Regions from separate parts of the Gadus morhua genome. Here region 2 is linked to region 1. Evidence: chromatin contacts called from public Hi-C data. All regions are on one chromosome and are shown on one strand. Each heading gives the region's core, a stretch centred on a gene start, on an enhancer-like site or on the middle of the called end of the contact. The rest is flanking DNA. Distances are from core to core; before and after follow the strand shown.

Region 1 (2,700 bases), core at 30-2,529:
ACGCTGTTCATGGGTTATTTTCACAAGTATGATTACATCTTCCTAATAGTGCTCACATTTTTAAGAATATAACAATTTCACTATTTTGTTTCCTTTTATACAAACGACACATAGTTGTTGTTTTTTGTGCCAAATATTTGTTTGATCTATCAATCATCATTGTAAGTAATTGTTCTACATCCATCATTGCATGAGTTATATTTCAAGCTATGGCCTGCTGCAGCAGTTATAGATGTAAATATTCATTGAGCAAGAATTTACAACATTAATCCTGCCTTTTTCCCCCTCCCATATATGTTCGAAGATTTGTGTTCAAAAACTCTGATCATGAGATGTACTGCAATTCTTTTTCAGGTGTGTGCAAGATGTACGAGGAACATTTAAAGAGGATGAACCCAAACAGTCCGTCCATCACTTATGATATCAGTCAGTTGTTTGACTTTATTGATGACCTGGCAGATTTGAGCTGTCTTGTGTAAGTATAAGTGCTCAAGAAGGATGTTGTGTGCCATGCGAACTTGGTCAATTCATTCTGTCGTTCTTGTAACTGTACTTTTCCTCACAGGTACAGAGCTGACACCCAGACATACCAGCCATACAACAAGGACTGGATTAAAGAGAAGATCTATGTGCTCCTGCGGCGTCAGGCACAACAGGCTGGGAAGTAAATGCCAGGAGTTTGCCCTGCAGTTCAAATCTAGGAGAAGTTTGCTGTGCATAAAGAAATTGATACTTAATTAAAATATATAATTGAGTGGGGGTTGGGTGGGGCATACATTTGATATTCGCAAAGTGGAGCCTCATTTTCAAGGACAGAAATGCTCCATGAGACCGATTTTTTTTTTTTTGTTGTCAGATACTGATTTCTTTCAAATATGTGGTCAGTTTATATGAGCACCATTTGACATGTTTTTATACCTGTAGAATAGGCTGCTGTGGACAGAGGGGTGTTTATTTGAATGTGGCTGCATAGGTTTCTTTTGAATGTCAAGCGAAGCAAAGTTACATTTTGTAGCCTGTTACCATTCCACCCTTTTTTCCCCGATTTTTTTTTTTCAGTATATATTTACTTTGCTTCTGTTTTGTGTTTCTAAATAAAATATTGTTTTCATTCTGACTTTTGGCATCACATCTTTTTAATTTATACAGAGCTGTAATAAATCTTTTCATAATCAAAATTATGCTTCAGTGTTTAATATAATAGCTGGAATTACTTGGTTTTATATTGTCTATATTGTTTGGTGTAATGTCTCTTTAAATGTGGCGGTCTGCCCTGTTGTTGCTGTGCGGGAAACCCCGTACCGACTGAAGGGACCCAAGATGGCCGAATACTCACGGGGGGTTGTTAGAAATTATCTAAGCAAGCCGTCCCGTATGAATGGCATATAGCACTATCATGTAATGCGTATTCGTGAAGAAACCGCACACCTCTACTGTTTATCTGCATATTCTGGAATGCACGGAAAGCAATAAGGAGAGACGAGTCTCTCCACGGCCCCGAGCCAGAACATGGCGGAAAACTCGGGCAAGAAATAGCAGCTAATGCTAGCCTGCTATCGTATTATTGGGACACATAATCGTAACCGTCGGTTTATCGATTGCACTGTTTTTGTGGTCGCTGGACGTTGAATGATGTTAGCGTTATGTGATTGTTTCCACGTCAGTATTAAACTTGACTTATTGTTGGAAATGTTGAGCGTAGGCAGTTAGCTTCCTAGCTAGCTATTCAATGCACTGGGTTGGCTAACACACCTCAATAGCCCACATAGCTAGCTGGCTTTCGGATTGTACCGATAGACTGTAACGTTATCCGATATTAGTGGGCAGAAACAGGTGATCCCGCAATTCCGAATGTTTTTCTCTGCCTCACACGTGTTTTATACCATTCGTCTGTGGTTTACATCGATTAGCAGCTAGCCTCTATATCCTAGACACCAAACACCGTCTGCTAGAATGTTAATCAAACTGAATTAAATTGGTAAATGCAGCCGTCGCTGGGCAATATTTTAGTCATTTCAGAATACTTCCATCTGGAAGTTTTATCAGCCTGATTATTCAGCCCCTCTGCATTGGGACTGTTTCGTCAAACTGTTTGTCCGGTTGACCCCAGCAAGCTTGAAATTGACGTATTGACAGTTGTGACTTGATTTTGAGTCTGATATTACGTGGGCAAGACAGTCAAGGCTAAGGTTCGGGGTGGGACCGATAAAAGCCACCTTGCCAGGATGACGGACACTCGTCGCCGAGTTAAAGTTTATACCCTCAATGAGGACAGACAATGGGACGACCGTGGGACCGGCCACGTCTCTTCGGCTTACGTCGAAAGATTGAAAGGCACTTCTCTGCTGGTGCGAGCAGAAAGTGATGGTAAGTTTAGAGCCACAATATAAGCTCTCTAAGCCATGCTTTACTATTGTACATATTTTGGAACGATATCGTTCCGAAACACACACACACGTAAACAAAAACATACTTATGTTGATCTTGTGTTTTCTTTTTCTCATTCATTCGATTTGTTAGGACATAATGAGTACACACTTATTTGTTTGCCTTTCAGGTTCCCTTCTCTTGGAGTCCAAGATCAATCCAAACACAGCATACCAGAAACAACAGGTCAGTCTATAACATGGATTCAAATGTCACTGACATATTTTAATTGAATATAACATGTTTTTACATAATTTGCTTTGTGATTAGGAC
Region 2 (2,700 bases), core at 179-2,678, 170 kb before region 1:
GTGGTGAGAAGTCTTGAACACAAAGTATTATCTATACATATTTAAATATATAGCAAATATCGGAGGTATAGCAGTAAATACAAAAAAATGCAGTGACGTGCCTTGATGGACTGGACAGGCATCTGCGCTGAGGCGCGTGCGTGCAGCGCACAGGAGCACCAAATGTAAAAACGTGAACTCGCAAATACGTACGAACTATATATTTAAACTCAAGTTTAACACAATTCGCGTACCGTACAGCTTAACAAGTTGGTCAGTGTTCAAGCCGAACAGCGTGTAAATACTGGCTCCGATTCGGCTTCTTGTTATCACAAAATGGCGGTGAAGGAAGAGGCTCCCTCCCTGGCGCTCCTTTTCCGGAGCCTAGCGGACTGCTGCTAAGCAGACTAAGCTCCACTTACCCGCTCAGTTTGCTACAGATCCGCACACTCGGGTCCAATAATCGACGATCAACAAACGATAGGTACGGCCTCCGTGTTGGTTCTGGTGAAGCTAGTTGTAATATCCGTGTGTCGATACATTCGCCATCATAATTAGCACGAAAAATATATGGCGGCAGCCGCAGAAAGCCCGATGCGCCGTCGCCGTCCTTCGCCCGCACTGGTCCGCGCTGCAGCCAGGGTTGCCATATTGGGCCATATTTCCCGCCCAATCTGGCAACACTGGTTTTAGCGGAATTAACCATTTTCACGAGGAAGGGGTGGATAGTCTGACTCAAATATATGTGTACTTTAAAAAAACAAAAAACCTTTACCTCTGATAAGTAGCTGCTGGAGGCTATTCTCCAGCAGGCTTCCAAATGAGCATCAGTCATGGTGGAATGGTATTTGATATACTTAATAATCTTCATGTGGGAAAAGGCTATAATAATAATATAGAAGAGCCAAATAATGCAGTCAAGGAGGTAGAACATTTCCTCATGTTTGGATACTTTTCCTTTGTGAGTAAGTTCAGACGTTTCCCATGAGCCCTAGATTTAAGCTTAATATTAGTTTGTAATGCCAAAATCTCATCCTCCAGCAAGCGTTGCCAGATTGGGCGGAAAATATGGCCCAATCTGGCAACACTGGCTGCAGCCCGCTGCAGTCGACGCTCACGTGATAACTCTGTGTTTGAGTTTCTGCATTTCATAGGATTAACGCGGTTACATAATAATAGTTATTTTTTGTCATGTTATATCCACATTACCAGTAAGAAACACCGCTTAAATGTTTAAACCAGAAACCAATTTACCCAAAAAATCATTGATATTGGTATTATGAACAATGCGACAAAATAAAACAATCAACAAATTAATAATCACATCGCTGTATCGAATATCCCTTTCATAGACTGTGCATTTTAAATATGTTTTGCGAGAATGAAATCAGAGGTAAAGTGTAAAAAAAATTATGATCGACAGACTTGTCCACCCCTTCCTCGTGATAATGGTTCAGTCTGCTAAAGGGACGTAACATTTCCAAGGGCAGACAGTGTGACTGAACTTGTGCCTCCAGTGCTGAGGAGTCTGAACACTGGGATCATGCTCAGCAGAGTGGGACAAATACACAGGTAAAGTAGTATCAGAGTCGGGTGTAACGCACATGTTGTTAAGGAGCATTGGGAAGTCCAGAAGAATTTATTTGTAGCTGTTCGTGACTTTCAGAAAGACAAGAGACTAGGCTAGCTGGCATGCACGTTATGGTAGCCTAGCATCACAGATAGGTTAGCTTGTGATCATTCAAATGCCTTTTGACAACTTTCAAACGTGTCCCTCTACTGGAGAAGTAATACATACGGAGCACGTAAATGGTCAGGGTTGGATTCGATGAGATGACAATGACTTCAGCAATATAGGACACTTGGGAGTCCCAGTCCAAGCATGTTAACTGCAGATACCAAACATACGCAGTTGGACGACGCTGAAGTTGGCATCCGATTCGCAGCATCCGATTCGGCTTGAAAACCACTTAGAATCTTCAAATCGGTCCTGATTGAAAACCACTACACCTAGACTCTTCAAATTTGGACTACATTATCACAGTGAGGCTATACATTATGTAAAACATAGTTTCAGATTTGTGAAACCTTTACCCTATTTGTGAAAATGCAATACAGGCTTATTTGAATGCTTTTTAGGGGTCCAGACCGCATTGCATTTTCACAAATAGGATAAAGGTTTCACAAATCTGAAACTATGTTTTACATAATGTATAGCCTCACTGTGATAATTTAGTCCAGATTTGAAGAGTCTAGGTGTAGTGGTTTTTAATCAGGATAAGTTCTAATGCGGTCTGGACCCCTAAAAAGCATTAAAATGAGCCTGTATTGCATTTTCACAAATAGAAAAAAGGTTTCACAAATCTGTAACTATGTTTATTATAATGTAATGCCTCACTGTGATAATTTAGTCCAGATTTGAAGAGTCTAGGTGTAGTGGTTTTCAATCAGGACCGATTTAAAGTGGACCAGCTGCTGAATCGGATGCTGCGAATCGGATGCCAACTTCAGCGTCGTCGCAGACGGAACATAATATAAATATGAGGATGTAACGTTACCTTAAAAAAAGGTATAACTGGAATTTCTTATGTACTGAAATATTATGTTTTCCCTCCTTACACTCTTTCTCTATTGGAAATCTCTTTAAGGGGCTTCATTTTCTGTTCTTAAACTTACCGTATCCCTTGCAAACCATTTCAAAATACAAATGTTTCCTATAGA

The links. Hi-C and Micro-C count contacts between places; a contact is called where the count stands out from the background.
Region 2: a contact with region 1 is called in a Hi-C map of blood, with 5 times the contacts expected there. The contact joins the promoter of sod2 here to the promoter of smek1 in region 1. A contact is called at or near these places in 4 of 6 Hi-C or Micro-C datasets (blood, gill and spleen).

The regions. Positions count from the first base shown.
Region 1 is chr21:19,084,066-19,086,765 of gadMor3.0, reverse strand. It overlaps smek1 (SMEK homolog 1, suppressor of mek1 (Dictyostelium)), which reads left to right and starts at 1,279. Exons shown (of 15, transcript XM_030344565.1): 1 at 1,279-2,367; 2 at 2,558-2,613; 3 at 2,698-2,700. The coding sequence starts at 2,226. erh (ERH mRNA splicing and mitosis factor) reads left to right here. Exons shown (of 4, transcript XM_030344570.1): 3 at 355-475; 4 at 566-1,117. The coding sequence ends at 668.
Region 2 is chr21:19,255,723-19,258,422 of gadMor3.0, reverse strand. sod2 (superoxide dismutase 2, mitochondrial) reads left to right here and starts at 1,428. Exons shown (of 5, transcript XM_030344883.1): 1 at 1,428-1,551. The coding sequence starts at 1,523. wtap (WT1 associated protein) reads right to left here and starts at 631. Exons shown (of 8, transcript XM_030344880.1): 1 at 402-631.